6 separate regions of the Mus musculus genome follow, and all the other regions are linked to region 6. A link is a contact called in public HiChIP or PLAC-seq and promoter capture Hi-C data. All regions are on one chromosome and are shown on one strand. Each heading gives the region's core, a stretch centred on a gene start, on an enhancer-like site or on the middle of the called end of the contact. The rest is flanking DNA. Distances are from core to core; before and after follow the strand shown. Region 1 holds the start of Il17ra (interleukin 17 receptor A). Region 2 holds the start of Mical3 (microtubule associated monooxygenase, calponin and LIM domain containing 3). Region 3 has its middle 23 kb from the start of Gm30842. Region 4 holds the start of Usp18 (ubiquitin specific peptidase 18). Region 5 overlaps Hdhd5 (haloacid dehalogenase like hydrolase domain containing 5). Region 6 holds the start of Atp6v1e1 (ATPase, H+ transporting, lysosomal V1 subunit E1).

Region 1 (4,822 bases), core at 659-3,158, 360 kb after region 6:
TCAACTCAAAATAAATAAATAAAAACTAAAAAAACTAAGACCCCCAAGATTTATGGCAGGGACTGTAGCTGAGGGTCTGGGTGAACTTCCACAGACCTCACAGCCTAAAATTTTGGCTCAGCTCCCACCCATCTCTCTCTGCTGTTCCACAGATGCCCCCATCTTCCACTTGACCCTGCTTGTTTCAGGTACCGTTCCACCAGTGAGATTTTTGAACGCTTTAAGCGAAATGTTTCTGAGGCTCCTGGTTTGGAACAGAACTGCTCAAATGTCTTTTCAGTGAGAAACAGCCCAGCTGGGGGTCATTTTCTCCTCCCTGGATTCTGCACACACCGATTGTGCAAAGCACTCTTGCAAGACGTTCCTACATCCAAGACAACTTCATCCTGGACACTGCAGTCCCAGGAATCATCTTTCTCTACTTTCAGTTTACTTGTATCGTGAGGCCCTTGGCAAAGGACTAGCCAGACACAAACAGCAATCCTCTATGTTTTGACACTTTGGCCCTGTCTGAAGATGTCACTCTGACTTTCCCAGTACGGGGAGCACTATGACATTTCCCAGCAGCCCTCAGACTTTTTTAAAAAACACAGTTTTTCCAGTAAAAATAGTCACCCTCTCCCCACCCTCTTTTGGTAAATCTACAAAATTAGATAAGAACTATCCTTTTGTTTCATATCCTCCGACTCAGCGACTGGACACAGTTCCTGGGGTCAGCTGTGGAAGTGGAGGGGAAGGGGCTGGAAAAACCAGTGGAGGAAGAGAAGGCTTGAAGGGAGACAGGGAGGAAAGTTTATGCGTGGAACAGACACTAGGTTTTGCACAGGTTCGCTGTTTTTTTGTTATGCTTTGTTTTGACAGTAAGTAAGGTTCAACCGCCAGGGGTGTGTCAGTTTCCTAAGAGCGCAGCGGGGCGTGGGGGTGGGGTGGTCCTCCCTGGCAGTAACAAACTGGCAGACTTCCACACATGTTAACTCAATTTTGGCAGGCTCGGTTCTGGGACACACGTGGTGGTGAAAAAAAGATGGGATGGACGGCATCTTTCAACCCACATCCTGTTTGATTCCCCTGGGCACTGGGCTCGCCCGCACTACCCAACCTGTGGGGACCCCCGAGGCCAGGCTGGGGCACCTGAGCATGGGAGAGCTGGAGGATTGACTGCTCAGGAAGCAAGGAGTTAGGGGCCAGTCCAGATTATTTCAGCTCCTGCCAAGGTTAGGTCCATGTCCATCCCGAGCTGCCAGCCTCTGGTGCCTCCATCTTCCAATTCCGAGGCCCAGACGGAATTGTCACCCCGCCTCGCGCTACCAGTGACTCCGCCGCCCGCGTAGTTTCCCTAGAACTCCCCCTCACCGCGACTCCACTCCCGGAGTCGCTGCCAGCGCGCCTCCACGCTGCGCCCATGCCCGGGACCGTCCTCCGAGCCCCTAGGGCGGACTTTCAGCCTCCCCGGGCCCGCCAGAGCCTGGGCCGTCCGCCCCTTCGCACTCGCGACGGCTCTCAGCACCTTTGACAGCCCTCCGCACTCCCGACGGCCCTCCCGACGCCCGCCCCTCTGACACCTCTTCACCACCCTCCGCCGTCCTCTCCACCACCCCCGACGGCCCGGGCATCCCCGCTCCGCCCGGCTTCTCTCACCTCCTGCGCGCAGACCGGAGCCGGGAAGTCGAGGAGGCGCGGGGAGGCGCGGCCCGGGGCCAGAACGTTCAGCAGCAGAAGCAGCCATCCCAGCGCGGGCCCGGGGACGACCCGTGGCCAGCAGCGCCGAATCGCCATAGCCCTCGGCCCGGTCGCGGAGCGCTCGCAGCTGGCTCCGCGCGACAGCGAGGGCCCGCGATGGCTTTCCCGGCCGAGGACTGGCGCTCGTCGGCTTCACACGGCCTCCTCTGTCCCGCTTCCGGCTCCCCCGAGGGCGGGCCGCTCGGGGCGGGGCTTGGGTGGGGGCTGTCCTTCCTCTGGCCCCGCCTCCGCCTTGGCCCAGGTGTGCTCCTGGCCTCTTTGGCTCTCCTTGGATGTTGCTCAGCTAAGTAAGATAGGAGCCCAGGAACCCGTTTTAAGGAGCCGAGCCCCGCTGTCAACTTGCTGTGGAGCTATGACTGTCCTCGCCATCGTACCCTCCCGGTTTACACTGATCTGTTTCATCATTTTAGTCTAATTTCCGACTCGGGACTCCAAGGAGTTTGTTTGCTCAATCTCCCTTTCAGTTTTTATGGAGAAACAAGCCCATCGCATCGTCGTAATGCTTATTTCTCGTTTTTGTTTTTTTTGTTTTTTCTACAAAGTTCTAGTTTTTGATGGCCAGATCATGTAGCTTAAGTCTCATATAGCAAGTCCATGAAACTATATTTTTTCCCTTTCAGCGTTGAATCATACATTTGCACACTCAAAAACAAAACAAAACAAAACAAAACAAAAACCCAACAAAACAAAACAAAACCCTGGACAGTGAATTAGTCACCTCATGGCTGGACTAAAGCAAACACGGCATTCTGTAACAGAGATGTGTGTGTGTGGGGGGGGGGGGGTAGCATTGCTAAGTATGAAGGGTTAAAAGTGGATCAGAGGAGGGAAACGGAGACAGCCTGTGTAGACAGCCAGCTCTTTCAAGGAGCCTCACTGTGGCCTCGCCGAGTGCAGTTTGGCTGGGTAAGGTACACAGCATAGGAAGGTTTGAGGCCAGGCTGAGGGCAGAGGCGTGGAAGGATGGGGGACTGAGCAGTACAACGGACAGAGTCTCTGACAAGGCCTGGGGATGCCCTCTAGAACCCCCTGGAGAGAAAAAAAAAATTCAAAGAAGCCACTAGGAATTCAAATTTCTCCAAGACTAACACTTCTTGTAATGAAAATATGTGCTCATGGTTGCACCGCTGCTAAAAACTGCATTCTGGGTATCAACCGCAACATCTAAGAATGTGAGGCCACGATCTGACCACCTGGAGTAAGGCACAGGACCCCTTAACGTTGGGAATAAAACCAAGCGCGACTCTCACTGGATGCGCTTATGCGCTCAGTAAGACACGGCTGTACACCGTTTTGCAGAAGGAAACTTTTGTCTTACTGAAACCCTTTGGCTATTTTCTCAGACCCAACAAGGGGCTCTCTCTTTATTACCAAGGTTCTTGGGAGCTGATTCCCATCTCGGGAGGTGTAGTCGCCAGCGGCCACGGAGAACTGGGTTCCCGAAAGGAAAGCTGGGGTTGGATAGGAATGATGACTAGAGAAGAATGAGACCAAGACAAAGATTCTGATCAAGGCCCAATGTTTAATCCTTGAAATTTAAAGGGGGGGCCCCATCCCCCACTATGCCAGGATCTCGTGGGAAGCTGCAGAAGTGGCAGGACAATAGACTTTACCTAGGTCAGAAGACTCCACCCTAGGTGGGCTAGCCTACTGCAGCAAAACAAGGTCTAATTCAGCCCGCCCAAGGCTGTGGAGGGAGGGCACAGGGAGGTACACCCTGTTGTCTTGTGGGCTTGGATGAGGACCCACACTCTAATTTCTAGACTGACAGAAACCCCAAACCAGAAGTAAACCAGGACCGCAAAGCTCAAGTTAGCACCACGGCATGAAGCACCACGCGAAGCCCGGCAGGAGAACCGCACTATAGAACACTGCCTGCTTTGGTGGCTGCGACATCCCTGAGGTTGTGTGAGACAGGCTGGAAGCATGTGCAGACTCTCATCTGAGGTTCCTGTCTCCCAAGAGGGACCAGAGACAGGGGGAGTGATTTGGGCAGGCGCAGGAAACCTCCATGTAGCCCTAAGGAGCCCGCTCTGGAGGATCCCTTCATGTGGCATAAGGTGGTCAGCACAGACTCACTTCGGGAGTGACCTCGGCAGGAATTTTACACGGACCCCCACCAGCAGCCACGAAGGACCTCGGTGACGCTCTCTGGGATTTTCACAAAGGAAAGGGGAGGATGAAGCCTCTGATCCGGACATCACAGCGGCAAGCTAGGGATGGAAAGGCAGGTTTCTTTTTTTTTTTTTTTTTTTTAAACACTCTGAGAATAAGCTTTATTAACTACTTTTCCAGGAAACAGATTCAGTAAATACAGCACTTTAGGAACATACTTGTGCTGTTACACAAGTCTGTTAAGTTTTTATGTACTCTTCAATGATGCTGATCAGGAAAACCTCTCATTGGTGGAATTACTTCTCCGGTCTCCAGAATTGTATCACCTGGAAATATCCTGGGTTTCGAGCTAATAATGGCGTATGGTTTAGTAGCCATATGATATTTGCCAGGTTTCATTTTGTGGAAAGGAGAAGAATAAAATATCTGAGACCAGTAAGAATACAATTCTCAGGGCTGGAGAGATGGTTCAGCGGTAAAGGGCATTGACCACTCTTCTTCAGGACCTGGATTCAATAAAGCACCAATATAGTGGCCCACGACCATATATAACTTCAGTTCCAGGGGATCCAACATCCTCTTCTTTTCTTTCTTCCTTCCTTTCTTCCTTTCTCTCTCTCTCTCTCTCTCTCTCTCTCTCTCTCTCTCTCTTTCTTTCTTTCTTTTGTATTTTCGAGACAGGGTTTCTCTGTGTAGCCCTGGCTGTCCTGGAACTCACTCTGTAGACCAGGCTGGCCTCGAACTCAGAAATCCACCTGCCTCTGCCTCCCAAGTGCTGGGATTGAAGGCGTGCACCACCACTGCCCGGCCCAACAACCTTTTCTGACCTTCTAGTGCACCAGGCACACAAGTGGTGCACAGACATTCATACAGGGAAGACATATATACACATAAACTAAACTTAAAAAAATGTTTCCCAGCCGGCGTGGTGGTGCACTCCTTTAATCCCAGCACTTGGGAGGCAGAG
Region 2 (4,581 bases), core at 171-2,670, 310 kb before region 6:
TCTCTCTCTCTCTCTCTCTCTCTCTCTCTCATGTGTGTATGTATATATGAGTGTTTCTCCTGCATGCATATCTGTGCACTAGGTACATGCCATTGTCCATGACGTCTAGAAGAGGGTATTGGAACCCCTGGAGCTGGCGTTACAGATGGTGGTTAACTACCGTGTAGGTGCTAGGGATCAAGCCTAGATTTTTGGAAGAGCAGTCAATGCTCTTAACCACTGAGCCTTTGCTTCAGTCCTTTAACCTTCTGTTTCCTTTTATTTTGTTTCGTTTGGAGACAGTGTCTCACTATTAAGCTCCAACTGTCATAGAACTCACTCTGTAGACCAGGCTGGCCTCAAACTCACAGAGATACACCTGCTTCTGTCTCCCAAGTGCTGGGATTAAAGGTGTGCACCATTACATCTGGCTTAATCTGTTCTTGAAGTACACTTTTTTTTTTGTCCAATTTCTTTTTAACTTTTTGTTTTTGCTTTTCTGTTTCCCTCATTGTTGGATACAGAACTCTTACATAGTGAATAAGAACCCCATGTCCTGAGTTGCTTCCCCAGTTCTTCACTGAAAAAATTTTTCTCTCTAGTATTTTAGTGTTGTTTTTGTTTGTTTGAGGGTCAGGAGTTCAAAGTCACCCTTAACTATTAATATACAGTTCAAAGCCAGCCTTCCATATTTAATGAGACTCTTGCCTTTTAAAAAGGAAAGAATAAAAAGAAATAAAATTGTTTTCCAGAATAATTATATTGTTAAGGTGTTAATCTTTCAGGGTTTAGAATTTAGAGATATTTTATCACTTAGGATTATGGCCTTTGGATTGAGTCTTTGGGGATCAAAGCCTGCGTTCACGATCAAAATTAACATTGTAACAAGAACAACTTAATTTGATAAGCATTTTCTAAGACAACTTTGTATCTTTGATCCTAGGGCTCAAAGAGGTTAAATGACCCTCCCATTAGCATCCTTTGCTTGGTCCCTTCTCTAGCTCCCCGGAGCTCGCCCGCGGCTGGCACCCGCTGGGAGTTCTGTTTTCAAGAGCAAGCCTAGCAAACATTCTGTTCTGTGTGCAGCGGGATCCTCTGGGGCAGGGCGCCTGGGATAGTGCTGGAATTTCTAATCCTTATGATGTTCCTGTGTGTGTTGACTGGGGAGGGAAAAGAGGAGAAAAAGGATAGCAGGGGTAGTTCGGGTTTGGATTTAGGTTTGAGTCGAAAGAACGATTTATCTGTGCTGGAACTTCATTTCATTTGGGTCACTTGAGGCTCAACCGATGCCCAGGAGAGAGGCCAACGCATCATCGCTTATCCGTTACCTTTCCTCCACAGCCTTCCCCAGCCACCAGGGTAGGCGCCTGCTCCTGGTTACCGTGGCAACCGCGAGGAGCCCTAGACAGCTCTGCTACGGCACTTTCTGCAGCCCTAGCTGAGATGCAGCGGTGAGGGAGGACAGACAGAGGCAGACCCCGGGTTCTTCGTTCCTTCTTCGCTGCTCCGATGAAAGAAGTGTGCCTCGGGGCTTCTGAGTGAGAACCTTTGATGGGATTCTAGCTGGAAGGTGGAGTCACCACACTCAGGATGCATGCAGCCACAACAGCAGCACCTGTGTCCTGAGGACCAGCCAATCTGGGGAGGCAAGCTCTCACCGGCGAGGAAGATGCGGGTGTGAAGCCCCAAGTCCGTAAGTACCACCAAATCTCCCCTTGGGTGAGCAAACCCCTTAAAGAAAAAGGTTCTGTGTCTTGATTGACGCCTTTAAAAATATTTATCACATCTTTCAATTGTTTATGCCTTGCTTTGCCTTTCTGACATATGTGGGATTCTTGGAACAATTCTGTCTGCCTTTAAACGCATGGCTCTCTTAAGCAGTGGGAGCTACACCCGGGTATCCTTGTCTCCTTTACCGCACAACGCCCCATCAGCGGATACCGTGCACCATAAGCACACGCCCCAAAGACTGAGAAACACAGCGCTCAGTTTCTTAGCCAATACCGTCCAATTTTCTTTATTCTTTAACACCCCCCCACAACCCCCACCAAAGAAATAACATCCCTAGGCAAGCCAGTGGTATGCCAGTCGGAGGACTGCCCGGGGATCCTCACGACACCGTGTCCTTCCTGCAAGCTCAATGTGAATCCATTAGCTCATCCACAGGCGACAATTGTTACACTCGGAGGGACATTCATTTCGGTCCAGTAGAGGGCGCCGGCGCTCGCCTCCACAACCGGGTAAACAGGCCAGAGATGCCATCCCCACAAGCACAGGCATGCACGTGCCCCTGGCTGCGGAGGACTCGGCGCAAGTCAGCCTCTGTCGAGCGTTAACAAAGGGATGGTTATGTTGGTTCCCCTCTGGAAGTCAATGGAAGGGCGAAAAGAGACTTTCGGAGCACTGCGTTTGTTTCAGAACCGAGGGAGCATGTTTCCAGGGCAAAGTACTTTCTGTATATTCGTCAGGTCCTCTCCCCCCCCCACCCCCACCCCCGTCAACCCCTCCTCTCCCACCTCCCACCCCCAATCTATTCTTGCCTAGCCATGGCACTAGGACGAAGTGTTTAGAATGTATCGCGTTGGAAAGACAGGAGAAAAGGGGGAGAGACCTAGATGGAATGAGCGATAAAGGGACGGCTGCACTGCTGGCCCCTGCAGTAGTCCGCCCTAGCTACTGGGGTCTTCCCAAGTGATTCTAAAGCACCGAGGTTGCCCGCCACCATTCTAATCAGGATGACGTATACAGGTGAACTCCGTACGCTGCTGCTGGAGGGCGGGGTATATTGTTTTTGTGATGCGCGACTAGCCGCTGTGTGGAAGAAAGCATGCAGGAGCCGAGGCTGGACCTCGGCAGGCAGGACCTCTGACTACCTGAAGCAGCTGAGGGCGAGAGGGATGTTTCGAAGCAGAGAGGGCGCGCCTCTCTCAGAATGGGCTCCTTCTCTGAAGAAATGTTCTGACCTATATTCCAGACCAAGGAGAAAAGGAAATGTGAGCCTCTGCGGGACTGCAGAGGGAAAACTGCGGGTTCCTGTAGAAATGGGGTCCGTGTCTGTGTGCTTAGCAGAGTCACACATAACTGTCCCACTCTTCAGCCGCAAGAAGCATGGCTGCTGGAAAGAGGTGGATGGAACACGGTGATTCACGCCTGGAACCCCAGCATTTGGGAGGTGGTCACAAAGGATCACAGGTTGAAGGCCACACAGCTATAGAGCAAGTTTGAGGCTAGCCTGGTCTATATTAGATCTTGAGGAAAGAAGAGAGTGAAAGAAAGAGAAGGCAAGAATATGGTAGGCATTAGAACAAAGGAAAAAAAGCAAACAATTTGACCTAGAAATTATAGTCTTAATCCTTTTCAAGACTGAATTCATTATGGCTTTAAAGCCCTCCTACACCGAAAGGGAAATAGTAAAAATTTCCATTTTCCGAGAACTGGATAACTAGGGTAGCATTCTCTTCACAAATACACTCATAGACCAGGAAGCAAAGGGCTTCTAAACTTTGCATTCTAAAGCTATCTCATAAATATTCATAAGTCATAAATGCTGGGAAGCAGGTGGGAGGCAGAAACTGCGCAGCAAGTTCCCCAAAGGCTGCTGTGCTCACAGAAATTAGGTAAGGCCTCACACTCCAGGCCTGAGAAGTCAGAGCCAGCCTACAAGGTCAGGGCAGCGGGTGGGGCATGCCCATAAGCCCAGCACTTGAGGGGTAGTGGCGGGAAGATCTGGAGCCATTCTCCACTCTATGTTGGGTTCTGGGCCAGCCTAGGCTACATAAGATTCTCATAAACTAAAAACTAAAACTATGACGTGTGAGCTGGTGCTAGGACTTTTTTCCCCCATCACAGCTTTCTAGGGCATTCTCATTAATTTTGATTAGATTGAGAAAGGGTTAAAGTCTTGGGGGTAGGGGCGGAAAATGACAGACAGTGCTGCCTATTCCGAAAGCCTGGCTCCCGTCATTCACTTCATAAATTGGAAAGAGAATTAAGTGACCACATAAAGAGCACCCACCCACCCGGCTGGGATCACAAGGCCTCCTATGCCAGGCTAAGGGGGGTGGGGCAGGAGGATACTCACACAGAATGGCCACAGCTCTCCCACGTACTGTACCATATTACTCTGTCTCCACATTCCCAGTGAGTGACTTGGACAAACTTCTCCTTGTGCTTGCTTACCAAGCAACCCCAGACTTAAAACCACCTCCATCATTCTGTTACTTACTGTTCTTCTAGTCTTGTTAAGGCATGTCATATGCACGCGCGAGTGCGGACACACACACACACACACACACACACACACACACACACACACACACGAGCGCACAATTATATTGTCTCCTGGTTGAATTGCCCTGCTCTCTGGAGACAATGCCTCCACTTACCCTGGGGCTCCTACAGGGTTTCTCCAGCACTCAACCAGCACAGGGGCCGTGGACATCTTTTGTCTTCCTCAGTGACCTTGAGCTCTCTGACAAGCTCTGCCAGGCAGGAGGCTCAGGGTAGCTTCTGCTATCCAGTCCCCATGCCCCTTTTTTGACTGGTCACCACAGAGTGGACCCAACTCACAGGGCAGGATGCCAACACTACAAAGGCTGCCTA
Region 3 (4,458 bases), core at 800-3,299, 340 kb before region 6:
TGTTTGGGGATTCCTAGTGTTCAAGCTCCGCCCAGTGCAGAAGAGTCAGTCTCTCCTGGCTGCCTTTGGATCCAGATATAGAACTCTCAGCTCTTTCTCAAGCACCAAGTCTGCCTGGCTGCTCCCTTGCTTCCTGCCATGATGATTGATAATGGGCTGAACCTCTGAAACTGTAAGCCAGTGTAGTGATGTGAATATGCTTGGCCCAAGGAGTGGCAACTATTAGGAGGTGTGGCCTTGTTGGAGTAGGTGTGGCCTTGTTGGAGGAAGTGTGTTACTGTGGGGATGGGCTTTGAGACCCTCATCCTAACCATCTGGGAGCCAGTCTTCTCCTAACAGCCTTGAGATGGAGAGGTAGAACTCTTAGCTCCTCCTGCACCATGCCTGCCTGCACACTGCCATGCTCCTGGCCTTGATGTTAATGGATTGAGCCTCTGAACCTGTAAGCCAGCCCCAATTAAATGTTGTTCTTTATAAAAGTTGCCTTGGTCTCTTCAGAGCAATGAAACACCAGCTAAAACACCCTACATCTCTGGAATTACAAACCCAACCCAGTCTGCTTCGTATTTGCCTCTCAGTAGAGTTTTTTTTTTAAGCATTAATATCACGTATCTCCCGCCCACATCCAAAAGTGCAGAGAAAAAGAAGCATTTCTCACCATTCCCCATCCGTCCTCTCTCACACCGTAAGACCACCCTAAGCACATTCTGAAAAAGATCGATTTCCAAGTATTCGGTCACATGTTGCTGTTGCTTATTCACAAACTGTATCCAATCGTTCCCAATCTCTTTTCATACCTTTAAAGCCAAAGTTGGATGTGGATCAGCACCAGGAAGATTCTGGTTCAAAAATCAAGAGTAGAGGGAAGTGACTTCATGGTCTTAAAGCTTGCCCCAAGAACCCATCTCAACAAATCCCAGCGCGTCATGGCCCATCCACAGAGCTGGTGCCCTAGGGTCGTAGGCTGCTGAACACCAGAGAGCCCCACAAGAGCCCTTCCTCCCCTCACACACCCACCTACACCTGCTTCCGTCTCCATCTGGATCAGTGAGGGTTGACAGCTACCTTTTGGAAAGGTGAAGATGGCTGAAGCCTGAAGCTCTGACTGCAGAGACTCGGACAAAGCCTGTGTAAATCACGAGTTCTGACTTTCCTAGAACTTCCCAGACCTCAAAACTGTTCTCGTTTGCCATAAAATCGCCAAACTATTCCAAGGGATGTTGACATTTCTGCTTCTAAAGCACACCTCTGAGGAAGTCTCATACGTCTCCAATGAATAATAAAAGACCTTTTGGCAGACATCGTGTCTAAATCTTTGATTTTAAAACTGTGATGCGTGGATCCAAGTTTTCCAATAAGCAGCAGCAGCTTCCTCTGCTTGTTCCAACCTACAGTCCCAGCCAGCGCCTCTTCCCTTCCTATCTGAAGATGTTACTGGGCTTATTAGTGGACAGATATCCCTTGATCTCTGTAAACTCTTGCAGAGTTTAGGCCACGCTTAGCCATGAGTTTAGCCACGACGAAGAGGGAAACATCAGAACTAAAGGCCAAAAGGCACCGTAGCTGGCTTCTTTCTGTGCAAGGAGTGAGTTTTTAGTGTCTCCTTCTGTGACCACAGCACCTTTTTCTGAATGCTTGAGAGACATTCATGGATGGAAGGAGCCGACACAGTGGGAGGAAGTCAGGTATGAGTCTAAGGGATCATGGGAATGGTGTGTGCTTTCCACTCAATGGTGGTACTGAGGAAGGCCTCAAATCCAAAAGCATTTGACTGGTAGAAAGAAAAGAAAAATACCAAATTCCGCACCAAGGGAGGGCAGAGGTGTCGCTGAGAAAAATCAAAATTCCGGGCTGGATCCAATGTGTCTTTAAAAAAAAAAAGAATAGTACTAGTTACTGCCTTGGTTACTGGAGATTAGAGACTGTTTGACTTGACAAGAGCCCTACAAATGAACGCTAAGCAAAACAGGAGAGTTGGAAAGCCAGCACAGCCAGGGGGTGTAGCTATAAAGCTGCCTCCCCCACACGCGGTCACAGATAAGAAGGTAAAGAAATGATGTCGGCCAGGGTCATGCAAGGAAACAAGAGAGACTTCTATAAATATAACCAGAAAGAAAATATTTGTTTTAGCTGATGAGATCACCACTCGTGGCTTGTAACAGGGAGCTTTTGTTGCTCCCTTAATTGAGGCTTGGAAAAGAGCAGAAATCAGACTACTAGCCCACAAGGTTCCAGGGAGTCGGCCCAGGTTAAATTAGATGCAGCTGAAGTCTTCAAGGCTCAATACCATCAATCTGGACTCTGGCCTGTGTTTTTGTGGACATGTTGGCTCCCACTCTTCCCACCTACTCCTTGCTCCAACAACCCACCTGGCTAGCATCTCATATTAGGAAATGGGGACAAAAACAGGAAGAGGCAGAAGGCCATGGGCTGGACGAAGACCTATGGGAGGGGCAAGGTCTCACATTCTCTACAACATCCTCCAAGGGTATCTACCATAGTCCAAGAGTCAGGAAGCACCCACAAATATTCAGTGCCTGCCATGTGCCAAGTGAAAGCACTAGACACTGCCAGTAGGCAGAACCCTGCTTACATTCAAGAGTTCAAAGTGTGGGGCCCGGCTGTTGTTGGAGGCGGATGACACATAATGACTGTATGACATAGTTGTGTACTGATAAGTACTACACAGAGAATTAAGTAGAGATAAGCGACCGGGGCTCCTTTAGCTCAGAAGTTTGGGCGAACTGTCTGAGCAGGTGTCATTAAGTCCAACACCTGAAAGATGAAGATGCACAGGTGAGATCAGGGAGACAGGTAAGGCCATAATAGCACAGGGGATAGAGAGGGCAGAGAGGCAGCCGCAAACAGGAAGGGCGGGTTTTAGAGGGCCTTGTGGGCCATGGGAAAGATTTTGTTGGATGTTTTTAGGGGAAGACTTCGATGATGCAAGATCTGCTTTAGAAACATGGGAGTTGGGTGTGGTAAAGAATGCCTGTAATTGCAGCATTTCAGAAGATCAGGTACGAAAACTGCAAGTTCAAGATCAGATGGGGCCAGATAGTGTCTTAGAAGACGAAAGGGAGAGGAGGAGGAGGAGGAGGAGGAGGAAGAGATGAAGAGAAGAGAAAGAAGGAGAAGAAGAGGAAGAAGGAGAACGAGAAGAAGAGGAGGAGAAGGAGAAGGAGGAGAGGAAGGAGAAGGAAGAAGTGGAGGAGGAGGAAGAGGAGATTCCCACCCCCAGGCTGCTTTTCCCAGGGTGCAAGAATAGAGCCTGGATTACCTGGATGGGGCATTGGTCCGAGGAAGAGAAGACAGAGGTGCATGGCAGTGAATGGAGCAGGGTTCTGGCCCATCAGTAAATGCATGATGAGAGTGACATGGAGAGAATGTAGAGCAGAGCTCTTCAAGACTTAAGAGGAACACAAGGGTCCTGGGGTTGTTTACAGTGCACTTCCTACCAGCAGACCTCCCACGATTCCAATTACCTATGGTTGGAAATTACTAAATGGAAGATTCCAGAAATAAATAATTTCTACATTTTTAAATTGCTGGCTATTCTGAGTAGCATGAGATCTCACACAGGCCCCCTCTGTCCCTCCTAGGATATGAGTCATGGGTCTGTACCTCGCAGCCCTGCTGTATTGCATGTGTGCATGGGACACCGACGTTCCTCACTTAGCATGGTTCTATTTGTGGTTTTGTTTGTTTGTTTGTTTTAACTTTACAAAAGTCACGTGGGACCGATACGCCACTGGCAGAGCCACTCTTCAAATTGTAGATTTTGGTCTTTTCCTAAGCCCCTGGTAGAACATCCTCTACTGAGACTTAGAATGGATCCCCCACAGCTGAGAAGACACACCACTTCAGGAAGATGGAACAATCTTTGAAAGCAGATGGGCTTGGAGAGGGACCAAGGGCTTTCATTTGGATGGGTGGAGTCTGAGTGGCCTGTTAGAGACCAGGAAAGAACAGAGAGACCAGGATGTGGAGTGGAGTTTCCATCCACAAGTTTGCATCCACATGGTATGAGAATCTATCAGACTGGATGAGAGTCCTGAGGGCTTGGGAGGGATGGAGGAGGAGGGAGGGGAGGAGGGGGAGGAGGGGGAGGGTGATCAGAAAGACTGAGGACATTGACTTGCAAAGAGAGAAATGGAGCTGAAAGACATAATATAGAAAGATCTTCAAAGCCAGGAGGGAGGAAGGGAAGGAGGGAGAGAGAGAGAGAGACCCTCCTTCTACAAAGCAGAGTAGGGTAGTTAACATAGATGAGAGCAGTTCTTGGTAAGGTAAGGGTGGTATTCATAATAATATTAAGGAGCTACTTATTGTTTCCTTTCTCCCCCAACACTGGGGATTGAAGCCGAAGCTTTACCCAGGTCAGAGACTCACTCAGTCACTGATCTGAACCCCTCCCCGATCTCCTTTTATTTCTTATTTTGAGACAGTATCTCATGA
Region 4 (4,132 bases), core at 1,260-3,759, 420 kb before region 6:
GTCAATGGAAAATTGTCAATACTTGTGTATGGTAAAAATAAAATTCTAAATAGAAAGTAAAAATCAAATTTAGATAACTACTTTGTGGGGAGGCAAGGGTATGAGGCTGGAGGAAGGTGGGTTGTTGCTCGGAGGCAGTTTGCTTTGGTAGCAGAACAAATACGTGAGGTTTTGTTTACTGCTAATCAGTTCATTATCTGGAACTCAGAGTTAATAGCTAATGAACTAATGGACGGATGGACAGACAGATGGAACAGACATAGTCTAGCGTTGGCCTGAGGGAAGCAGCTCTCTCACTGGGCAGAGCACACACACAGCTCAGGCTTGGGTAGCAGAGCCAGCGCATGGAGGACAGGCAGGTAGGCAGAGCACCATGAGGAAGGAAGTGGAGATGTACGATGGTCGGGCAAGTGGGCAGACAGGATGAGGCTGAACCAGGCATACAGCTGCCAGCTCCGAGAACGCTGCATTCCCAAACTCATGCACTGATTCGAGGCATGCTGACTCCAAAGCAGAAGACTACCTCCATCCTTGCTGAAGCTTGCAATGAGGAGAGATGGTGGAAATAACCACCACAGGCTACAGAATCAGCAAGGGTCTTGAGAGCAAGAGCTAGCGAGCCAGTGACACAATACGGGAATTCTGGGTGGTGAGTCCCTCCCTAGCTGTTACACATTGGGGGTCTGGGGAGAGCAGTTCCCAGATAGAAATGCCCGATAAAATTCACAATGCCAGCAATATCTAAGTAGCCTGGTCTTCAAACCTTCTGAGACAAGCCCTGGTATTGAAATCCCCTGGCCTCAAACTTTTGCGCACAGGTGTTTTTAAATAGGATCTCACTATGTAGCTTAGGCTAGCCTCAGAGTCTCAGCAAAACTCCTGCCTCGGCCCCCTCCAATGCTGTGATTACAAGTGTGAGCTGAAACACCAGATCCAAACTCTACTCCCCCTGCCTCGTTCAGCCTTCCTAGGGCTAAAATCCCTGGGATTTCTAAAGGTATGAACTACTGCTCTGGGCGTTGCCTTCATTCTTAACAATCTGCTCGCCTCTTCTGAGCTATGGTGCTGTAACAGACAAAATCAGATCTCTCCAGAGGAAACCCAGACTAACACACTACTTGGGGCTCCTCTGGCCGGTGTGGGATGATATGCATTAGCCTGTCCTTAGACATGCCCTCAGCCTGGAGATGCTGATACACCTTTCATGTGCCCATTGGGGCTCTGGCCACAGCCCAGTCACATGATACACTCAATTGGGAGACAACGTGATTTTCTTCCTTATAAACATCATGTTGCGTAAAAGTGCCAAGACCATGAAGCACGGTTTTCCAGAGTGAAAAAAGAAGAAGAAAAAGAGAGAGAGAGAGCAAGCAAAAAGCTCTCTCTCTTTTTAAAGTCTTCTGCTAGTGCGTAGTGAGTCAGAAGGGAGCATACACCTCATCTGCTACGCCACTTTCTGCCCAGTTAGTTCTTATGAACAAAGGAGGTGACGGTATTCAAACACACAAAGGACACTTCACAGGAAACATTCTAAAAATGTTCTGAAATATTTGCCTCACTTTTTGAGTTAATTCTAAAGATATTAAGTATGAAGTTAAGTTGTAATTTTGAAACACCACAAACTTGGACTTCCAGGGGAGTTGGGGGAGGTTGTGTTTTTTTGTTTGTTTGGTTTTTGTTGTTGTTTTTTCTTAAAGGTATATTTAGCTTTCTTTACAGAAGATGGAAAAACAGGCCAGGGAACAGGTCTAAAGCACCCTGACTTATGATACTGGACAAAAATCTCTCCGGTTTCTCAGTCCGCTGGTTTCTATTTTAGGAGTTTCTCCTAACGTGTGACTGAGTATTTGCACAAGAGCATAAAAATGATATTTGTTGATAAAACGTCTATCCCAGGAAAAACAGGACCGAACCTAAATGTCCATGAATTATTTAACTAAATCCGCACTTCTCATACAACGCATCAGTTAAAATACTGGTCTAGAAAGGCACAGAACAAGAAGCAAGACACAGAGCAATGTTAAAGATATCCATTAGAAATGTTTCTGATAAAGTATACATAAAAATGATACTGAGTTGCAAATTAAGAGAAACAACTCTACACATCTGTCTGCATTGTTTGAATTTTTAACAAGCCACTTTGGTAATTACTTTTTTAAATTAAACATAAATCACGACTACAGTCTGAATAATATAAATGCTTGGGAAGCAAATCCATTGGCCCAGTATATACATGCCAAGAATACAGACCGCCACTATTTGCAGAACCCAAGGAAATTCCTAATCATCTGGAGATGTATAAGCAAAGTTCTGGCGGATAAAGGACACTTTCAAAGTTAGCCCCAAACTTGCCTCAAGCACGGAGTCAAGCCAAAGAGCGAAGACCGAGCAGCATCTGCAAAGGGCTACAGAAGAGGACGCGGCACCGCGGAGCAGAGCAGTCTTGCTGCCTCCCAGCCTCTCAGCTCAGGAGTGTCTGCTGTCCCCTAGGCACAGCCGCCCTGGCACTGCCGGCCAAGCCTTCTGCACGCCTGGCCACGCCCCCCTCACCGCCAAGCTTTCGTTTTCCCCTAGATCCAAAGGAAAGCGAAACTCAGGCACCGGGCGGGCGGGCGGAGCGGTTGTACGCGCCCCTACAGAACCCGCAGTCCAGTCGCCTACACCAGGACACGACAAGCCGGACCTGGCCCGGTAACTCCTGGATACGCTCTCTTTTTTCATCTGCAATGTTAAGATTGGAAATACTCCCAGTTGCTGTACCTTCTGCTCTGAAAGCCAGCAGCAGATAACTCCCTTGCTGAGGCTGTCCCCAGGGGGTAAGGAGACAGCGATAACATTTACTTCATCTCTGTTAATTGCCAGGCTTATCCTTAAACACTGAAGATAAGTTTATCTGCACAATGTTCTTTTGTGCCTCTACGTTTAACCCCAATTCTATAGGATAAAATGTTTTTATTTTATCAAAGAGGTTATGACTAACTCAGGACGACAAATGGCTAAGTGCTGAAAGCAACATTCTAACGGGACCTCTGACCAGTCCCACCATTTGTGGAAAATAGCAGACCATTGCAGTTAGCACACGAGGTGGCCATGAAGGTACAGCTCTGCGAGGAACAAATACAGTCTAAGCCGAGCCGGGTTTGGAGGCTCTGGGATGTACATACATGAAATGCTTGCTAGCTCTTTACAGATGTATCTTGTATATGAGGCTATAAGTTGAGGGAGAGGGGGATCTGTTAGCTGCTGGGCTAGTCAGAATGAGGTTTCCCCATGCGCTTGTTCTGAGAGGGGTCCTCCACTCCCTACCCCCAGCACTGGACAAAGATGACAGAGAGATACATACCCCTAATCGAAAGCTACCAGGACTTTATGAAATCTGGAAGAGTCTATATTCTGTTTTGCTATTGTAGTTCAACGTAAGATATACAAATATGTCTGCCTGCCTATAGTGTGTGTGTGTGTGTGTGTGTGTGTGTGTGTGTGTGTGTGTGTGTGTGTGTGTGTGTGAAGCATGAGTTATACACAGCTGTTGAAAATAAACCAAGATGTCCATGTTTGGAAATAGAAAGTGGGGTATGGCCCTCAGGGTAAAACAAAGTCTCTTGATCAGTGGTTGAGGTAGACAATGTGGCATCTGCACATATCATGGACAAATACATTAAGTCTCCAATACATTTGCAAATCAATCAATTATGTGACCAGCTTCTTCCTCTTCTTCTTCTTCTTCTTCTTCTTCTTCTTCTTCTCCTTCTTCTTCTTCTTCTATCTGTTTGGTTGTATCCAAAAACAGGAACATCAAAAACTGGTGGGGGGGGGGGGGAGGATGAAAAGAGGATGTTATAAAATGTGATAGTTTGATCAATATATCGTACCTGTAGAGTTCTAGGGAACAAACTGTATTTGTTCCCAGTGGTGATTAGCAAACAGCTCCTTATAGCCAAGCAACTTTTTTTTCCCAACCCTGCTTGTTCAGTGAAGCAAGTGATTGGCATTTGTACCAGTACGGAGTGGACTAGTGTCAATCATGGACAGGAGATACCTAGATGATGCAAGAACCCATTATAACTCCTAGTAGGACTCTCCATGCTCTTACCCCTGGTCTCTCCTTGCCTTTCAGAAAAGTTCAGGGCTC
Region 5 (4,455 bases), core at 603-3,102, 310 kb after region 6:
GAAGCCATATTTGAGATTTTTTTCCCCCACACAATTATTTTTGTATCGTTTTGAGACAGAGTCTCACTCGTTAGCTTTGATTTGTCTGTGACTCACAGTGGAGTACAGGCTAGCCTTAAATCATAATTTCCTCCACCAGCCTCCTGAGTGCTGGGATTGCAGGCGTGTGTCACCATGTCTGCCTCTGTTTACTCCGTGATCCCGAAGTTAGCTGGTTGTTGTGGTACACAAGAGAAGACAGAGGCAGGAGAACCACATGTGTGACACTATGTGGACTTCATGTGTAGTTCTAGGCCAGCCTGGGATACAGCAAAATCCTGCTTCACAAAATAAAAACAAAGAAACAAAAAGGAAATGAAATTCTTTTGTTGTTGTTGTAATGCTGTGTTGTTTGAGATGGGGTCTCCCTGTTTAGCCCACCTGATTGGTGTTGACTTTGGCCAATGAGGAAATCTGATTCTCTGGAGACCTGGGATCCTCATGAGGACTTGAAAGAACAGGGCGGACTGTAGTCTAATGCCGTGGACAGCCTTACTTCAGCTTCAGTGCACTCACTTTTATACACAACTGTGACAAAGAAAGCAGTGACCCAGGGAAGGTCGTGTGGTTCAGATGAACATGGAAATGAACACCAGTGAGTGCATACTAAATATTAACCTAACAGCACAGCCCTTTCTCAGAGCTTCCTCAGGACAGACCAACTTAAACACAATTGCCTGGTGCGTACTATAGATGATATCTGGGAAAGCATGAAAGCGAGGCAGGAGGCCATGTCCAGATGCAGGGCACACTGACCAGAGTGGGTTCTATAGCTGTGTTCTGACATCCAACAAGAATAAGCATGCCGCCAGGCGTGGTGGCACATGCCTTTAATCCCAGCACTCGGGAGGCAGAGGCAGGAGAATTTCTGAGTTCGAGGCCAGCCTGGTCTACAAAGTGAGTTCCAGGACAGCCAGGGCTACACAGAGAAACCCTGTCTCGAAAAAAACTTTAAAAAAAAAAAAAAAAAAGAATAAGCATGCCTTATAAGTTGAATGCAAATGTTTGCATCGGAGGCACAAAACTCACATCCAGCAACAAAACGTACCTCTTTTTTTCCTGTCGCCTCTCTCACAGTTCCCCAAGATATTGTTCACCATGGTCAGTCTTTTGACTGAGTTCTGACAGTTGGCCTAGAATCCCCTATATAAGACGGCTGAACTTGAACTTGAAGAGACCTGTTTGCTTCTTGACCTCCCAAGTGCTGAGTTCAAAGGTGTGCATCACCACCCCCAGCCAGGAAATGAAATTTGTATGTAAACGGGGGACATTGAATATTACATGCCAAGCGCAGTGTCTGTTAGGATTGGGTCAGCGCTGAGGACAGAACACAGACACACTTTACACAAGGTGGCATACTGGCTTTCTTATTAAAGAAGGTAGCAATCAGGCTACGGGCAGTCTTTATTCAGGACACTTACTCCTTTCTGCAGCACACTCCTTAGGCTATGCCTGTATAATTCTAAATGGCTGCCTGAGTGTTAGCCATCACATTAGCATTTCAGAGGGCAGGAAGCAGTCGAGTGGGCTGTTAGCTTGCAACACTGACCAAATACTTGAATAAACAACCTAAAAGGAGGAAGGTTAATTTCTGCTCTATTGATTTGGTGCTTGTGGTGACCCTAATATTGTGATAGGAAGCAAGTTGTGGAGCAAAACTGTTCCCTTTTGATAGCTAGGAGGCAGTGAGGTAGACAGGAGGGAGCCTCCAGGGATGTGTTTCCAGTTTCAGCTGGCTGAAGACTCTAGCGCCAGCCAAGGGATCCTCAGCTGGGACCACGCCTTGAGCTGTGGGGCTGTGTAAGGTCAGGAAGAGCGTGCCTCCTTGTGACCTCTTGTCACAGCCAGGCCAGCACCTCTGCTTCTGCGACTGTTCAGTGGGGCTCACGCGTGTACTAGGTGGCCACACCTAGCTGCAGGGGAGGCAGTGAGCACACTCTGGCAGCCAACAGTTGTGGAGCACCAGTGTTAGGGTTTGGGGGCCAGGTACGATGGCATCGTGGGTAAATGCCTGCTATCAAGCTGACCACCTGAGTTTGAGCCTTGGGACCCATATAAAGTTGGAATGAGAGACTGACTCCAGAAAGTTGTCCTCTGACCACCATATGCTCACTGTGGCACATGTGGGTACATAAAATTAATTTTTTAAAACCCAAAATACAATGTTTTGGGAGTGAGCCTTTCAGGGTTTTCACCCTAGTTTTGCTACCCTGGGGAAACTGCCTGCTCTTGCCTCAGTTTCTTCATGTGAATGACTCTAGGGGAGGGATACAGGTCGGTTGCTTGGAGACAGCTTAGAGAGTGGCAGATGGCCTCAAGGCTAAGTTGCTGAGATCTCTTCTTGGGCAGGTTTGGTCATGGCACCTTTCTGCTTTGCCTGGAAACCATCTACCGGAAAATAACAGGCAATGAGCTGAAATACGAGGGTCTGATGGGCAAACCCAGCATCCTTACTTACCAGTATGCAGAGGACGTGATCAGGCAGCAGGCTGAGAGGCGGGGCTGGGCCGCCCCCATCAGGAAGCTGTATGCTATAGGGTAAGTCCATTGCCTCTCCATTATCATAGCTGCTTTTCTTTCCCTCTGCCCACACCACCCAGGCTTCCCCGAAGCTGAGTCACACCACCTCCAGGCTGTTCTGATAGCTTCGAAACACTAAACTAAGGTTTTTTTCTTCTTTGCCCTCTGGTATTGCTGCCCTGCCAGTGATAACCCTATGTCTGATGTCTACGGTGCCAACCTATTCCATCAGTACCTGCAAATGGCCAATCGTGGAGAGGAGGAACAGCAGACTGGTGGGCAACAGAAGCAGCGGCCTTCAGCAACCCAGAGTTGTGCTTCCATCCTGGTATGCACTGGCATATACAGTTCTCAGGACCCAGGCTCCCAAGTGCCTCCTCCTGGAAGGAGAGAGCTTCCATTCCACGGACACCGAGACTTCAGCTTCAGTCCAGGGCTCCTAGAAGCCTCCCACATTGTTCATGATGTAAACGAAGCTGTGCAGCTGGTTTTCCACCAGGAGGGTTGGGCTTGAGGGGACGGAGATGTAGCAGAGGCAGAGGGGGCTGTTGGAGCATGCGCTCAGGGAATCCTGTGTGCCCGGCTGTGGTCTGGGTCACAGGCATCAAGTCCAAGCCTGGCTTCTTGCCATTACTTCCTGGGACAGAGAAGACTGTAGCTTCAGTAGCTACAGAAAGCCCTTGGGGCAGCATCTCAGGAGAAGGGATGGATTTCTGGGCCCTTCCTGTGCGTCTCTTGCAGTCTGACCTCATGCTGGTCCCTTTACCTCTGTGCCTCAGTGTCAGGTCCTCTCAGTGAGGACCTTCTTTTTCCAGACAGCGTCTCACTATTGTAGTTCCCGCTGTCCTGGAACTCACTATGTAGCCCAGGTTGTCCTGAAACTCAGATCTGCCTGCCTCTGCCTCCCCAGTGCTGGCATCAAAGGTGGGTGCCATCACACCTGCCTCAGTCAGGACTTTAAAAACCGCACAGTGCAACGTTATGTGGAAACTTGTGGAGGGAGAGCCTTTGGTCACACTGAAGGAAGCGCTGTGCCATGCCAGGGAGGGGTGTGGCTGGCACTCTCCATAGTGTTTACTGTATTTTAGAGTGCTGCCCAGAGACTTGGGGGCTTTTTTTTTTTTTTTTAATTAAAAACTATCCTAATATTTGTTACATTGTGTCTTGTGAGGATTTGTGTGGAATGTGCTAGAAGCCCTGTGAGGGGAGGTTTGGGAGAGTGGTACATAGGGTACTCTTCGTGAGTTGAAGGGTTTGTGGCATTTCATTCCCTAAATATGGCGGGCATCACCTCCTCCTGCTGTCCGTCCTCCCATTCCCAGGTGGGGCTCTGTCAGCACTATTTACATTGCGTCCCTAAAGAGGAGTCCTACTCCAGCTTCCCCTTGGCTCTTCCCCAGCCTTGGCATTTGTCAAATTTCCTGCTGCTATAGTTTAGATGTTGACTGCCTTTCAGAGGCCCATGTGTTAAACGCTCGCCCACCCACTCCACCCCCGCCCCCAATGTTGGAGGACCTTTTACTAGGTAGGGCCCAAGATTTAGACTTGGCACATGGCCCTAATCTCAGCATTCTGGAGGCTGAGACAGAAGGATTTTGAGTTTGAGGCCTACCCACGACACAGCAGAATACTGTCTCAAGAAATTAAATTAAAAAATTAAAAAAAAATTAAACCCTGGCTAACAGACTCAGGGTTCCTGCCCTTGTCTTACTTTGGCAATCACTTGATAGGACATGAACTAGACACCCTCTGCCTCCCTTCCTTCCTTTCCCCTCCCCTCCCCTTCCCTTCTCATCTGTCTGCCTTGAACACGTCATCTTCCTGCGTTCACCTCCCAGGTGCTGAGATTATAGAGTACACCACCACGCCCAGCTTTCCTTTTTTTTCTTGAAATAC
Region 6 (4,324 bases), core at 734-3,233:
TCTCTGTATAGTCCTGGCTGTCCTGGAACTCACTCTGTAGACCAGGCTGGCCTCGAACTCAGAAATCTACCTGCCTCTGCCTCCCAAGTGCGCCACCACCACCCGGCAAACCTGTCATTCTTTAAAAAGAGTTAGGGATGGAAAAGTTTAAACCCTGAACTCAAACTGCACATTGGAGTGGTCTGTTAGGCCCTGTATACATACCCAGTCCAAATGCTATGTTTTCACACAACTCTTTTTTTTTTTAAAGATTTATTTTATTATTATATGTAAGTACACTGTAGCTGTCTTCAGACACACCAGAAGAGGGCATCAGATCTCATTACAGATGGTTGTGAGCCACCATGTGGTTGCTGGGATTCGAACTCAGGAACTTTGGAAGGGCAGTCAGTGCTCTTAACCACTAAGCCATCTCTCCAGCCCTTCACACAATTCTTATTTAATAATAAATATTGAAGGGCTTATTTATATTAATGCTAAATCTGTTAGGGGTTTTGTTTTTGTTCTTTTAAAATGTATATGGATGCTTGCCTGTATGCCTGGTGCCCATGGAAGCCATTGGATCTCCCTGAACTGGAGTAACAGTTGTAAGCTGCCATAGGGGTGCTGAAGATTAAACTTGAGCCCTCTCGACGAGGGTGCTCTTAATCCCTGAGCCCTGTTTTTAGCCCTATGGCTTGGGTTTAAATAAAAACTATTATTTAATCTCTAGTCCAGGCAGGACTCAAATTTCCAGGCTTGATGTGGAACTTATGATTTTCCAGGGGCCATCTGAATGTGGGGATTGCAAGAATGCCTCGCCGCACACCAGCTCATGGATAGACCAACACTTTGCATGTGTTATGCAAGCATTCTGTCAACTGAGCTATGTCACAAGCAGTGAGTAGATCTTTATGTGTTTATTTGAGACAAAGTTTCTCTATGTAGCCCTGGCTATCCTGGAACTCACTGTTAACCAAGCCTGGTTTACTCACCCTGTAGACTCTGGCCTCTAACAAAGAGATCCACCTGTCTCTACCTCCTAAGGGCTGGGATTAAAGGCATGCCTCCCACGCAATGCTTTTATTTATTTATTTTATTTTATTACATTTTATTTTTGGTTTTGAGTGCTGAGTAAATTATGTAAACTGTTTACCGGGGTCTTAACCTGGTACGTGTCTGTAATCTTTTTTTTTTTAAGGTTTATTTATTTATTTTATGTGAATACACTGTCGTTGTCTTCAGACAGACCAGGAGAGGGCATGCGTGGGATACCATTAAGGAGGGATGTGAGCTACTTTGTGGTTACAGGCAGTGCTCTTAACCACTGAGCCATCTCTCCGGTCCCTTGTCCATAATCTTAACACTTAGCAGATGGAGGCAGGAAACTCAGGAGTTCAAACCTTTTGTTTGTAAACAAACAAACAACTCAACTGTTTTACTAAAACAACCGCTGAAGAAGTATAAATAATTCTGATTAAAGTCTGATACAAAAATCCCTAGTCGGGTGGTGGTGGAGCACATCTTTAATCCCAGCACTCGGGAGGCAGAGGCAGGAGGATGTCTGTGAGTTCAAGGCAGCTGGTCTATGAAGTCAGTTTCAAGACGGCCACATCTACACAGAGAAATCCTGTCTCGAAAAAGAGAAAAAAAAAAAAAGGAAGGAAGAAAAGAAACAAAGGAAGGAAGGAAGGAAGGAAGGAAGGAAGGAAGGAAGGAAGGAAGGAAGAGAAAAGGAGGGAGGGAGGGAAGGAGGGAGGGAATCCCTAAAGCTCTCTCAAGTCTCTGAAGTATTTTGTCCTTGCCAAGCAGTCACGAGTCAGTTTAAAAAAAAAAAAAAAAAAAGAGTCGCTCTGCGCATGCGCCTGGGAAAGGGCGGAGCCAAGGCAGAACTTCCGCGGGCACAGTTCTCGATCTATTGGTTGAGAAGGCTACGGCCCCTTGGTCACCAAGCCGGAACCGGAAGCGGGGTTTATAAAGTAAAGGAAGCTGGACCTCCCAGGGTTTTCGTCTCAGGTTTGCTCCGCCGCCACTTTGAACCCAGATTCGAAGCTGTCCCCTGGCCGGACTTTGCCTTCGCCATGGCGCTCAGCGATGCAGATGTACAGAAGCAGGTGAGGGCCAGGTTGGGTGTAGCGCAGCCGCAGTGCCGTCCGGAGGACAGTGTTGACGTTTGCTTTGCAGAGCAGGGTCTTCGGGTGGCCTGCGTTCATCGGGCGAGCCTGGCGGACCGCCGACACTCGGGCGCGGGTAGTGTGTGCCGGGATGGTTCGCAGACCCAGGGGAGTGAGAGGGCCTTGCACCGCATCTCACGTGACTGCTGGTCTCCTGCTTCCACTTGCCTGTCACAGAGCCCGCAGCTGACTGCCTCCCATCTCGCCAGCCCCCCTTTTTCTGGCGTTTCCACGCTTAATCCGGAAGAGTTTTGTGCAGAGGTTAAAAGTATTTTGTTTTTGTTTTCCCTGAAGCGCTATTTCACTATAGTACAGGAAAGAGACTGAGGGGAAAGAGCAGCTTGCGTTTCGTTTTGAGGATCTTCGTTATTTAAATCGGGGTTATTCATCTCCAGACGTAATCATGAACCTAAGGTGCACATTAATATTTGTCGAATGAGAAAGCCTTTTTATTTTACTTATTTATTTACTTATTTATTTTTATTTATATGAGTACACTGTCTTCAGACACACACCAGAAGAGGAATTGAACTCAGGACCTCTGGAAGAGCAGTCAGTGCTCTTAACCGCTGAGCCATCTCTCCAACCCGAGAAAGCCTCTTCTGATTGCACTCACAAGCCACAGAAATGAGTTAGAGTTTATGGAAAATAGTACTTAAATCATGAGTTCAGGTCAGGGTCTCCTGAAGCCCAGGCTGGTGTACAATCGTTTTAACTGAGAATGGGCTTGGCCTCTTGATTTTCTCTCTCTTTCTATTTCTTTCTCGATCTCTAATATACATTGGTGATTTGACTTGCTTGTATGTCTGAGTTGAGGGTGTCAGATCCTCTGGAGCAAGAGTTACAATTAAATGTGAGCTGCCATGTGGATGCCTGGAATTGAACCCTGGGCCCTTTGGAAGGTCAGCCAGTGCTCTTAATGGTAACCACTGAGCCCCCCCCCCCCTTTTGTTTGTTTGGTTTTGTTTTTCCAAGACAGTGTTTCTCTATGTAACTCTAGAACTTGTTCTGTAGAGTAGGCTGGCTTCTGACTCAACGAGATCCTCCTTCCTCTGCCTCCCGAGTGCTGGGATTACAAACACCACTACGACCCAGTGCTCTCTTGCTCCTTACGCCATTTCTCTTGAGTGCCGAGATGCCCAGTGTTTTGTACATAACCTGCATAAGGTTGTATTTTTTAAGTGCATATAATCATTTTTGGGGAAATTTATTTAAAATATTAAATGTACATTGAAGTTTTTAAATATTAGGACTATTATAATTGTAGTTGTGTGTAGTCCTAGATGGTTCAGAAGTAGTCTGAGTCATGATTTCAGGCCAGCAGCGCTTCAGAACCTGACTTTAGGCTCTAAATTCAATCAAACTGAAGGGACATAAAGCCCAGCCTGGGGATAAGGGAGACACAAGGTGCTGACAGTGCCACAGGGGAAAGTGCTTGTGCTGTTGACAGATAGCAGGTCTCCTGGGCTGCATTTAGTAGTCATTGCCAGTGGGCTTTATTGTCTCTTTTCTTTCTTTCTTTCTTTCTTTCTTTCTTTCTTTCTTTCTTTCTTTCCTTCCTTCCTTCCTTCCTTCCTTCCTTCCTTCCTTCCTTCCTTCCTTCCTTTTGACGTGTTTTATCCCTTGGTATTTTGAAGTACACTCTTGCTCTGTAGTGCTGGCTAGCCTGGTAATGTGTAGCAAGCACACTTAGTCTCCTGCCTCAGCCTCCCAAGTGCTAGGACTACAGCTCCTCACCCACACTGCGTGTGAGTTTTCAGAAAAGGAAATTAAAAGCTTCAGTTTAATGTCTAGAGAACTAAGTCTATTGTTTCCTCTCTGAGAACTAGGAAAATCCTCTGACTAAAGCACACTTGTGAATCTTCCTAAATTGAACAGTGGTTTTTTGTCTTCGATGTTCCATCTTTTTGGCAAAAATATTTTTCCTTTTTATTTTTAACCAAATATGCATTAAGAATAATAGGGTGGTTCTTCTTCCTTGTGCGAGTGGGTGGAGAAGAAGGGAGATGTGGTAATTACGGAAGGGAAGTCGGGGTAACGTCCATGGTGAGGGTTAGGAAACTACAACATTTTCACAGAACCCGGGGCTTAGGAGCATTAATCACTGCCCGGGGTTTTAGCCTAGGAAAAACTTGGTGCACTGGAAACAAGCAGTGCCCTCACATGCTCTT

Evidence for each region. Promoter capture Hi-C pulls out the DNA fragments that hold promoters and counts their contacts. HiChIP or PLAC-seq counts read pairs in DNA pulled down with a chosen protein or histone mark. Capture Hi-C pulls out chosen DNA fragments and counts their contacts.
Region 1: a contact with region 6 is called in a promoter capture Hi-C map of adipose tissue. The contact joins the promoter of Il17ra here to the promoter of Atp6v1e1 in region 6. A contact is called at or near these places in 5 of 39 promoter capture datasets (embryonic stem cells, hippocampal neurons, liver and 1 more), 2 of 484 Hi-C or Micro-C datasets (B cells and CD4 T cells), 7 of 115 datasets of contacts at active chromatin or transcription factors (bone marrow-derived macrophages, embryonic stem cells, extraembryonic endoderm stem cells and 4 more) and 3 of 9 other capture datasets (adipose tissue, liver and pancreatic islet).
Region 2: a contact with region 6 is called in a promoter capture Hi-C map of macrophages, with 7 read pairs. The contact joins the promoter of Mical3 here to the promoter of Atp6v1e1 in region 6. A contact is called at or near these places in 2 of 39 promoter capture datasets (embryonic stem cells and macrophages), 1 of 15 datasets of contacts at CTCF or cohesin (embryonic stem cells), 3 of 484 Hi-C or Micro-C datasets (B cells, CD4 T cells and uterus), 6 of 115 datasets of contacts at active chromatin or transcription factors (bone marrow-derived macrophages, embryonic stem cells, extraembryonic endoderm stem cells and 3 more) and 3 of 9 other capture datasets (adipose tissue, macrophages and pancreatic islet).
Region 3: a FOXA1 HiChIP or PLAC-seq map of pancreatic cancer cells shows a contact between it and region 6. The contact joins the enhancer-like site here to the promoter of Atp6v1e1 in region 6. A contact is called at or near these places in 1 of 39 promoter capture datasets (embryonic stem cells), 6 of 115 datasets of contacts at active chromatin or transcription factors (acute myeloid leukemia, bone marrow-derived macrophages, embryonic stem cells and 3 more) and 1 of 9 other capture datasets (embryonic stem cells).
Region 4: a promoter capture Hi-C map of liver shows a contact between it and region 6, with 2.4 times the contacts expected there. The contact joins the promoter of Usp18 here to the promoter of Atp6v1e1 in region 6. A contact is called at or near these places in 3 of 39 promoter capture datasets (liver and pre-B cells), 2 of 484 Hi-C or Micro-C datasets (Th1 cells and liver), 4 of 115 datasets of contacts at active chromatin or transcription factors (bone marrow-derived macrophages, double positive thymocytes, memory CD8 T cells and 1 more) and 2 of 9 other capture datasets (adipose tissue and liver).
Region 5: a contact with region 6 is called in an H3K4me3 HiChIP or PLAC-seq map of embryonic stem cells, with 19 read pairs. The contact joins the enhancer-like site here to the promoter of Atp6v1e1 in region 6. A contact is called at or near these places in 9 of 115 datasets of contacts at active chromatin or transcription factors (bone marrow-derived macrophages, embryonic hindbrain, embryonic stem cells and 5 more) and 1 of 9 other capture datasets (embryonic stem cells).

The regions. Positions count from the first base shown.
Region 1 is chr6:120,460,283-120,465,104 of GRCm38.p6, reverse strand. It overlaps Il17ra (interleukin 17 receptor A), which reads right to left and starts at 1,908. Exons shown (of 13, transcript NM_008359.2): 1 at 1,639-1,908. The coding sequence starts at 1,776.
Region 2 is chr6:121,127,861-121,132,441 of GRCm38.p6, reverse strand. Mical3 (microtubule associated monooxygenase, calponin and LIM domain containing 3) reads left to right here and starts at 1,420. Exons shown (of 32, transcript NM_001270475.1): 1 at 1,420-1,672.
Region 3 is chr6:121,157,997-121,162,454 of GRCm38.p6, reverse strand. It overlaps a transcript of Mical3 not described here. Among named protein-coding and RNA genes, the nearest start is that of Gm30842, 23 kb to the right of the region's middle. Within about 2 kb of position 2,049, at least 37 of the 459 cell types and tissues checked have an H3K27ac peak or open chromatin away from gene starts, as enhancers often do. A contact at or near this core is called in pancreatic cancer cells, where this site is marked.
Region 4 is chr6:121,244,283-121,248,414 of GRCm38.p6, reverse strand. Usp18 (ubiquitin specific peptidase 18) reads right to left here and starts at 2,509. Exons shown (of 11, transcript NM_011909.2): 1 at 2,353-2,509.
Region 5 is chr6:120,508,753-120,513,207 of GRCm38.p6, reverse strand. It overlaps Hdhd5 (haloacid dehalogenase like hydrolase domain containing 5), which reads left to right. Exons shown (of 8, transcript NM_144815.2): 7 at 2,389-2,577; 8 at 2,746-3,714. The coding sequence ends at 3,073. Among named protein-coding and RNA genes, the nearest start is that of Gm38888, 11 kb to the right of the region's middle. Within about 2 kb of position 1,852, at least 34 of the 459 cell types and tissues checked have an H3K27ac peak or open chromatin away from gene starts, as enhancers often do. A contact at or near this core is called in embryonic stem cells, where this site is marked.
Region 6 is chr6:120,820,357-120,824,680 of GRCm38.p6, reverse strand. It overlaps Atp6v1e1 (ATPase, H+ transporting, lysosomal V1 subunit E1), which reads left to right and starts at 1,983. Exons shown (of 9, transcript NM_007510.3): 1 at 1,983-2,093. The coding sequence starts at 2,061. Gm38889 (a long non-coding RNA gene) reads left to right here. Exons shown (of 3, transcript XR_869411.3): 3 at 765-873.